Linked DNA regions of Triticum aestivum: region 2 is linked to region 1. A link is a contact called in public Hi-C data. All regions are on one chromosome and are shown on one strand. The core of a region is the stretch at or near the end of the contact, and the rest is flanking DNA. Distances in the headings are between cores, read along the strand shown. Region 1 holds the start of LOC123054255. Region 2 holds the start of LOC123054257 (deSI-like protein At4g17486).

What was found. A called contact is a pair of places that touch in the nucleus more often than the background predicts.
Region 2: a Hi-C map of leaf shows a contact between it and region 1, with 4 times the contacts expected there. The contact joins the promoter of LOC123054257 here to the promoter of LOC123054255 in region 1. A contact is called at or near these places in 3 of 5 Hi-C or Micro-C datasets (leaf and root).

What each region holds. Positions count from the first base shown.
Region 1 is chr2D:530,048,927-530,053,617 of IWGSC CS RefSeq v2.1, reverse strand. LOC123054255 reads left to right here and starts at 2,843. Exons shown (of 38, transcript XM_044477985.1): 1 at 2,843-3,144; 2 at 3,540-3,753; 3 at 3,838-3,933; 4 at 4,021-4,138; 5 at 4,225-4,398; 6 at 4,588-4,691. The coding sequence starts at 2,988.
Region 2 is chr2D:530,211,780-530,216,470 of IWGSC CS RefSeq v2.1, reverse strand. LOC123054257 (deSI-like protein At4g17486) reads left to right here and starts at 1,982. Exons shown (of 4, transcript XM_044477987.1): 1 at 1,982-2,311; 2 at 3,174-3,461; 3 at 3,544-3,624; 4 at 4,318-4,618. The coding sequence starts at 2,179. The coding sequence ends at 4,457.

The sequences.
Region 1 (4,691 bases), core at 1,594-4,093:
GCTCTAACAAGCGCTTAGGCATGCTTAGGCGCTAGGTGATGGCCAAACGCCTCAACTTAAGGGTATGAACTATGATGGCATGTGGATACATATGCCCCATGAGAAAAAGTAGACTAAGGCAATTACATCGATTCTTTCCTCCCCAACCCAAGCTACTACTAGTGGGCCTCATCAATGAATTGAAAATAAAGACTTTCTACATGCATCTCTACTCTCAACTTAAACCTTTTTAACCTTTTACACCGGATCATATTTTTTCTCTTCAAACACCCGCCTTCTGCAGAGGATCCCACTTCCTCGTCCGAATCTATTTTTCTTGACATCCGATCCTACATGGCATACGAGACATCATTCTAGGGTTATGCATTAATTGGCCATGCCCTAAGGACATCTTTAGTGATGGGTGTTTACATAGGTGTCATGATGAAAAGACTAAATATTAAAATTTGAAAAAGTACCTAAGCGCTTTAGTTCTAACGGGCGGACACTAATTGGGCGTGTTAACTGAACTGGCAAGGCGTAAGTGCTTGGTGCCAGTTTTTTCGTCTGCGCCCCATATAACACCAGGATTCTACCCTAGCATCTATTTTGGTGCATGGCGTTGAAGATGCCCTAAGTGTAAGCCTAAGCAGGGCAAGCAATGAATTGTATGCATCGATATGTCAAATGGATCATATTTCAATTGTATTTGTTGGTAGTTAACTTATTTATGCCCTAAATTAATTTTGATATCCATATAAACCTCATACACACTCTGATAGTAAAAACTGTATTATCGCCTAGACCGTGCCCAGGACGCTTAAGCACAACGAAGGCCAACCGCCTCGCTTATACCTACCGCTTTTTTCATCCTTGATCCTCGCACTTTATTAATTTGAAACAAAATTCATACGGATACAAAGGGGTCATGTGGATGTAGAAGCCACAAGTGGCGACCCCGAGGAAGCAAAACATAAAATTTTACAAGATTGTGTGCCTCCGGATTCGAAACTCGGCCTTCGAACATAAAATCACAACTAACAAAACTTGATCTCCTCATATCTATCTCCTTCACAATTGTGACATGCGGGCCTCCTAGCCATTTTTTGATATCGTCCACAATTAGTTTGCAATCGCACACAATCACGAGATGACTCAAAGAGAAATAAACGGCTAGTGTCAAGGCCTCAGGACATGCTATGGCTTCAAGGCTTGTTGGATTATTCACTCTTGGTAGAATGACCGCAGAAGATATGAGGTAATTATCTTGTTCATCTCTGCACACTGCCGCAGCTGCACCCACACAACCATCGTGAAATAGTCCACCATCTACATAAATCTTTGTGTGGTCGTTCGGAAGAGGCTTCCAAGCATTTGATGTGTTGCATGAGCGCGTCTCCCCGGCATGGCGGTACTGGTGATCCTTTTTGGGCTATCCAACTCACTGATGAATCTTTCTATGAAGAGGCGAGTCGACGTCGGACTTTGGTAACTGGCCTCATGCATTGCTTTTCTTCGTGATGTCCACACTGCCCAAAGGGTCACGGTCATCTTCACGAAGTCCGCATGCCATAACGATTCCATCATGTTAAAGAGCCAAAGCTTCACATTGGGTTCATGTGACTCAACAAATGTGCCCAATCAATTCTTTGTCGCCCAACACATAAACACATCACACAACAGTGCAGTCTATCAAAGAATGCCTCCAAGAATCAGCACCACCACAAATTTGGCAAATATCCGTGTCGCACATCTTCCTATGGTGACACACATCCTTTGACGGAAGTGAGTGTTTTGCCATCCTCCAAAATAAGGCTCTGAAGTTACAGAGAGCCTGGGTGTTCCATAAAGATTTCCAACTATTCTCTTATGCCACGCCACTAGAAGTAGCTCCTCTCTGACCCAACAAATCACCCCTACATTTTCTTATACTGACCAACATGCAGTATGTCGATCTACCAGAAAACTATGCTTTCTTTTCAAATTGCCATGCCCAGAAATCAGTCAATGGAGTTGTGCAAAGGGGAGTGTTCTTTATCGCCTGAGCATTGTAGGGGAGAAAATATGTTGCAACTTATTATCTCTCCACACAGCCGAAGTGTTGTCAATCAGGTCACTGATAAATATAGGAGGATCGCTAGCCAGACAAGCAACTAGTCTCATCGATGCGTCTCTCAGGATCCAGTTTTTCGTTCATACCCTCGTGGTTGTGCCGTCACCGATGCGCCCAATGAAGCCATGTAAGAGTGCATCTCTACCCTCCAAGATAGACCTCCACACTTGAAATGGGTGAGACCCTAGGTCGGCATTGAGAATGTCAACACTTGGACAGCAGACGGCCTTGAGCAACCGGGCACAAAGAGATTCAAGCACGGTGAGAAGGCGCCATGATTGCTGAGCCAACAAAGCTAAGTTCAAGAGCTCGAGGTCCCTAAACCCCAAGCCGCCACATTTCTTCGGTTGAGTCATAGATCTCCAAGAAACCCAATGTGGTTTTCTCTACCCCTCTCTGTTTCCCCAGAAGAACTGACAAATAAGCTTATCCATTTTTTTCACACAGAACCCTTGGCAACTTAAAGCATGACATTGAGAAAACCGGAACAGCTTGCCATACCGATTTAATTAGATTTTTTTGCCCGCTGCTGGGAACAGTTTTTTTTTTGAGCAAATGCTGGGAAGTGGCCAAGTGGGAACAGTTTTTTTTTTTGAGAAAATGCCGGGAACAGCTGCCTTTGCTCAAAAAAATAAAAATAAAGCTAACCGGGCCTCGCGGACGGCATTGAGATGGGCTTCCTCCGTGACGGCGTGACCCGGCCCATGACCTTCTCGCTTTGCGCACCACCACAAAACCGACCGCTTCGTTGCTGAGTGCTGCGTACATCCCTCCCTCCCCAACCTGCTCGGCGCCGCCTCTCCTCTCCTCTCCCCTCCCGCCGCGCAGGGTTTTATTAGGGTTTAGCGGCGGCGGCGGCGGCGGCGACCGCGACGCCACCCCCATACCGCAGGCGATGGCTTCGATCGCGTCGCAGCTGCAGGCCATCAAGTCGGCCCTCGGCTCCACGCCGGAGTCGACTCGCCGGCCCATCACCCGGCCGTCCGTGCTCTTCGACGCCAAGGAGGCCGCCGACATCGACCTCCGCGCCATCCTCCCCATCGCCCTCTCTGGTGCCCACCCCTCACCCGACGAACACCTCTATCGATCTAAGCATACTGTTCCTTTGACATCATGTTTCCGTAGCTCCCTGTTCACTTGAACAACACTACCTTGGTATATTTGTTCGCTAGTTCAAGCGCGTATTACCAACCATTTTTCGATATGGTCGTTAGGCTCCTTGGTTATTCCAAATAATTGCCCCATGGTCACCCTAGCCCCTAGGAATTTATCCGTGATTCGTCAGCTGATAGAGTACACTGCACTGCACTATGTACATCAGAGCTACTCCTGAAAATTTTCAGAATTCTTCTAACTTTCACATCAAGCTACGCTAGTTTCGCATATGGAGGACTTGCACACACGTTTATGTTCCCTTGCAGTAATTGACTCGAATTGTGATATGTAGGTTTGGAGCATCTTACTGGTGTGGACGAGAGGTTTGCGAGGTACAGTAGCACGCTATTCAGCCAGACTAGCCTTGAGGTCAACCGTGAGCAGCAAACTCAAAAGGAAAATGACAAGCTAAACAAGTCCATCTCCTCCTACCTCCGCCTTCTAGCTGGCTATCTGCAGCTTCCAGCTGCCCTCAAGACGCTCGAGTACCTTATCCGCCGATACCTGTATGTACCAACCTTTAGCTACAATTCATCCCTCCCCGCGAGCTCTAGCCCGTTCTTCTGTATCTGACGGAAATGTTCATGCAGGGTGCATGTCTACAACGTGGATGAGTTGCTGCTGTGTGCATTGCCGTACCATGATACACATGCGTTTGTTCGGATTGTGCAGTTGGTCAACTTAGGGTGAGTGTCAGAGGTCCTGGTTTATGCTTGGTTTGTTCCCTTCATCTTTTCAATTCACTCAGTGCTTGGTTGATTTTGTGCGTTCAGGAATAGTAAGTGGACCTTTCTTGATGGTGTGAAATCCTCGGGTGCACCCCCGCCCAGGAGTGTTCTAGTACAGCAGTGCATCCGTGATACTTCTTTGCTGGAGACCTTTTCCAACTATGTAAGTTGGGCTGCCTTATTTTTTGTTGTAGTAGGATTATCCATTGCTTTTGAAGGTTTGTGCTTGATGTTTTTATCCATTACCAGGCGGCACCAAAAAAGGGTTTCCTTCATTCAAGGACAGTGGTGTGCTTTTGCACTGCAGTAATTGTGGAGTGCTTGGGAGCTATCCCCAAGCTTGATTCAAATATAGTGCAGAGGGTGGTGGGATATGTGTTCGACTCCCTTAATCCTGATATTGGGGCAGATCGAGATTATAAGGTTGGCTTGAAAGATGTGTAACTTATGTTATCCATTTATGCAAAATTGACATCTCAATGTTTGTTTAGCTATTCATTACGATTACAATGCTAAATAAAAATGAAGTCTGCATACTAATTTTTTATATTTTCTGAAATCCACCTTATGCTCTTTAAGCTATATCATTGTGATGGGTTCTTTTATAACCAGGCTGGCGCTCTGATGATTGTTGGAGTACTGGCAACACGAGCAACACTGGCACCAAAACTTGTTCAAGACTTAATTATCTTTGTTGCAAGGGCTGCACAGCATGA
Region 2 (4,691 bases), core at 733-3,232, 160 kb before region 1:
GACACAACACGAATGAATGTCGCTTCTTCATAGGTGCGCCACTGGAGGCGCCCCCGTGGAGATTCAAGTCAGGGACAACGATGACTCGGATGTCCCTCCAAGGGAAGCGTGGATGAGGCCATCTAGTGGCTACCTGATCCATGGCAGCTTGAGCAACCATGAAGACCGACACCACAAAAAGCTCATGACATGTGAGGTTTGTGTAGGGGAAACCAGACACGCGTCACTTCCCAAAGTAGTCAGAGTCCCAATCACTTTTGGGTCGGCCGATCACCAGAGGCATGTTCCCCTATCGAGCAAGTTGTCATTGTCCCTCGACCCCCTCATCACTGGAGTTCGGCTCACCAAGGCGTTGATGGAAAGGGGAAGCAGCTTCAACATCCTCTATGTTGACACCCGAACAGGATGGAGATCCCTCGCTCTCGATTTAGGCCGACCGGAGCCCTTCTATGGGATCATACTTGGGAAACATGCCATGTCACTGGGACAGATCGACCTAGCTATCACTTCCAGCATTCCCGATCCTGTAAGACTGAGACCCTGTGTTTCATGGTCATCAATTTGTTGGGTTCCTTCCATTCCTTCCTAGGATGCCCTTGCTATGCCAAGTTCATGGCAATGTCCCGGTACGATCTACCATGAGCTCAAGATGATAGACCTTAGCGAAGTCATCACGGTGAAGGGCAACATTCAACGCGCATGTCGGTGGGATCAAGAAAGCATCCAGCATGTCGATGTGTTGGTCATGGTGGCGGTATTTCAAGACGTCGTCACCCCTTTCGGCGCCCCTCTATGCCCTTCGGCTTCAAAAACACGGACGCCACTTACCAACTGTGCACTTATAAGTGCTTCCACAAAGAAATCAAAAGAAACATACAGGTCTATGTCAACAACGTGGTAATCAAGATTCGAAAGAAGGAGAATATGTTAGCAAATCTGACAGAGACGTTTGCTAAAAAATTCAGCATAAAGCTTAGCCCTAAGAATACGTCTTAAGAGATCCTGTTGAAAAGCTATTCAATTACATAGACTCTCTTGTAAGGATTAGGACATTCAAAGCATCTCTAGAAGATCCCGTAAAAGCAGTCAAACCTATAGATTTACGGTACGGTTAGAATGTTGGACTGAATAGATCCTGTAAAATAGCATATCCCGTAACGTATATTAGAGCTCTCACCCATCATATATGGAGGATCCGAACCGTTTTTGAGGATCCTGTAAAATCGGTCAATGCCGGAGCAGGGGGCCTGCGACGTTGCGCGCGAGCAGGCGGAGGAGCTCACCGGCGGCCGGCCGGAGCATCGCCGGAGAAGGCGGGCGGCCAAAGCATCGGCAGAGCAGGCAGCGGGCCGGAGCAGCGCCGTTCTGGCCGGCCGAAGTTCGAGTTCGTGCATGTGTGCGTCTCGGGGAAGAAGCATGAGGAGGAAAAAAAACTTTTAAGATACAAGTTTACGGAGTCTATTGTGTCGGATGCCTCGCGGTATCATAAATTTGTTTTAGCAGGTCTTATATACAGTTTTTACGTTTATGGGAGTCTGCTAGAGATGCTCCCACTAGCCTTAGAAAGTGCATCATAGTTGGATGCACCATGGGAGAACGCCGGAGACTCCAAGTCCGAGGTGGAACCAGCTTCGCTGGCTTGCTGGTAACGGTGTCGGACGAGGAGCGGCCAGCCTTCTCTTCCCAGAAGAGTCAAAGCCATCCTTCCTCTTCCCGCTGGGACCCACGAGCCCGACGTAGCCCGCCCGTCCCGTGGGCGCGCCTTTGCGGGCCATCATGAGTCGTGACTCCCCACTACAATCAGACAGCTCTCTCCATCACCGAGCAAGACTGCAGCTTCCCCTACCCACAGAACAACCCAACTGTATCCATGACAGTGCGGACCCACACTCCAATTGCCCCACATTACGACCGCACATCAGCGTTTGCAGCGCGTAACGGAACCATTTTAATTTAATGGTTAAGACCATCGAGAGAGACAGGAGGCGTGGTAGTACTCTCCTAGATAATCCTCGACGCTAACTACGCTTTCCCCTCCCCTCTCCGAGCCCAAAACCAAGCAAAATCGAATCGATACGGACCAAATTCGGCTCCGCATGGGTTTCCCCAGGCACTGATCCGGCGGGTGGACGCTAATGCGGCGCCGCTGAAGGGATCTGCTGCGCCCGCGGGGTTCGCATGGCGGCACAGAACGGCGGCGGCGGCGGCGCCGGCGCCGGCGCGGCGGTGGTCCTCAACGTGTACGACCTGACGCCCATAAACGACTACCTCTACTGGTTCGGCCTCGGCATCTTCCACTCCGGGATCGAAGGTTTTGACTCTCTTCCTACTCGCTGGAGCTTGATTTGGTTCTAACTACCTACAGGGACGCTGTACTGTACGTAGATTGGTAGTTGCTTTGTTGAGCTTGTAAAGGGTTATACTGTGATATTTGCTGCCGTAGGTCGTGGAGGTTACTGCTTGGAAAGAGGCAGGATAACAGGGTACAAAGGAAGAAGTTGTGGGTGGTTACAGATTTGAGGGGTGATGGACTGATCGTCGTCTGAATTTCTGATGACCAGTAATGCAAAGTAGTTTTCAGTTGTATGAGGAAGTTATAGGATGCAGGAGAAAACTAAAAATTGGAGAACGGTGGTGAATTATAACGATGTATGGGTGTATCTATATCTATTGATTGACAGGGTAGGTGGCAAATCCTTCGACAGAGTTTGTTTGGTGTTGCAGTCATGTTCTTGTACCAAGAACAGTTGGATATTGAGCATAGTTAAAAAAACGCGCGCCTAGGCTCTAGGCGATAACAGAACACCTAGCGCTTAATGTGCACATAATTGCGCTTAAGTGTGTGTTTCAGAAAAACGCAAGGCGGTGGCAAAACACACAATTAACGCCTAGCGTTTTTTTAGCTTTGACATTGAGCTAGCATCATAACTGAATGTTTGCAGCTGATAAAAATGGTAGAGTCTCAGTCATAAATGATATGTTCATTGGTAGCAGTCTACGTTTTATGGACTGAGGTTGCTAGTTATGTCAAAATATTTACTGTACGTTGGGTTATTGGCTGATGCTTTTATGTGTAGCAGCTTCTTCTTTTTTTCAGACATGCATTTTGTGGATTCTTCTGTGCTAGAGGTGTGATCTTTAACTCATTGTTTTGTTGTAATTGAAATCTACAGTTCATGGTTTGGAATATGCTTTTGGAGCCCATGATCTCTCAACCAGTGGGGTTTTTGAGGTTGAACCAAAATGTTGCCCTGGCTATGTCTATAGAAGGTCGGTATGGATGGGTACAACTGAGATGTCTAGGGCAGAGTTCCGCTCGTTCATTCAAACTCTTGCAGGAAAGTACAATGGGAATACATATCATTTGATTTCAAAGAACTGCAACCATTTTACAGATGATGTCTGTAAGAACATAACCAAAAAACCAGCCCCTGGATGGGTAAATCGGCTAGCAAGAGTGGGTCAGTATTACTAATTTTATGTCTTCTCTTTCTGACTTGCTCGGAACGATACATGACTGATTGTATTTTGTAAAATTCTTAGGCTACTTTTTCAATCGCCTCCTACCAAAAAGCATTCAAGTCTCTACTGTTACTCACGGAGCAACCCATCCTGCATTCTCTGGTGAGTCTGCTTCTAGTGCCTGCATTTTGCTTATAATTTGGGAAGATAGCTGTCTATCATAATGTTGAGTAAATTGCATGCAGTTGTTAGCTACAGCTTGTTGTGTAGTTGTAGTTCACATTCTAAATGACCTGTATGCTTCAAAATGTAAACAGCCATTTGCGTGTTATACTGTTTGTTGTATGTTTTGAATGATGCGTGCCTCAGAAATCTCTTACTAAGAAATAATAAGAGGACATTCCGGTCTTGTGCAATGCCATCTCCGCAATAAATCTGTTTGGCTTTGTGTTGTACGTTGTCTTCCGCCCTCCCATTTTCCTTCAAAAAACACTCCCCTGTCCGTTTGGTGAGCTTTATTCTTCATAGTATGCTGATCATATTTACATATTCATTGTGAAAAGAGAAAGAGTCGTGCTGTTTCTCTTGTTAGGGAAACTTAGATGAAGTAGAGGGAGCAACATGAGAAATTCTTGATTTCCACTGATTTGGTACTAGTCTTTTAAGCCACTTCACATTTCACTGAATGCTGATACTTGTCCAGAATGGAAGAGAGTTTATAAATGGTGTGTCACTTGTTCTAATAGCTAGATTTTCCTTTCAAACTTCCGTATTGACTAATTACTCTCATTCTTCCTCTCTTTCTTACCAAAAAAGCTATGTACTAACATTTAGCTGTTTTTGATTATCTGCTAGATGATGATGTGGATTCATCAGGTTCATCCCTTAATGGGGACAGTGATATGGATGACCTGGATCAGCACCTGCTACCAGCCGCAGGCACTGACCTTCAATCTATAGTCGTGTCACCAAAGCTATCGAAAGACCTCGTTTGAATTATCCTACCATTTGGGTTCCCTGCTGCAGTTTAACGGTCGTACTTCGCCAGCTTGTATGATATCCAAGTATAGTTGAATGTTGATTGTATTGATTCTTTTCCAACGAGTTTTGCTGTGTATGCATATAGGAATTGTCTGGTAAAGAAGTGATTTTGCAACTCTTTGTCTTCTGCTCAGTTGTTGCATAGTTGTTCAGGCATCAGTATCCTGTGTTCTCTCGTATGCTGCCAG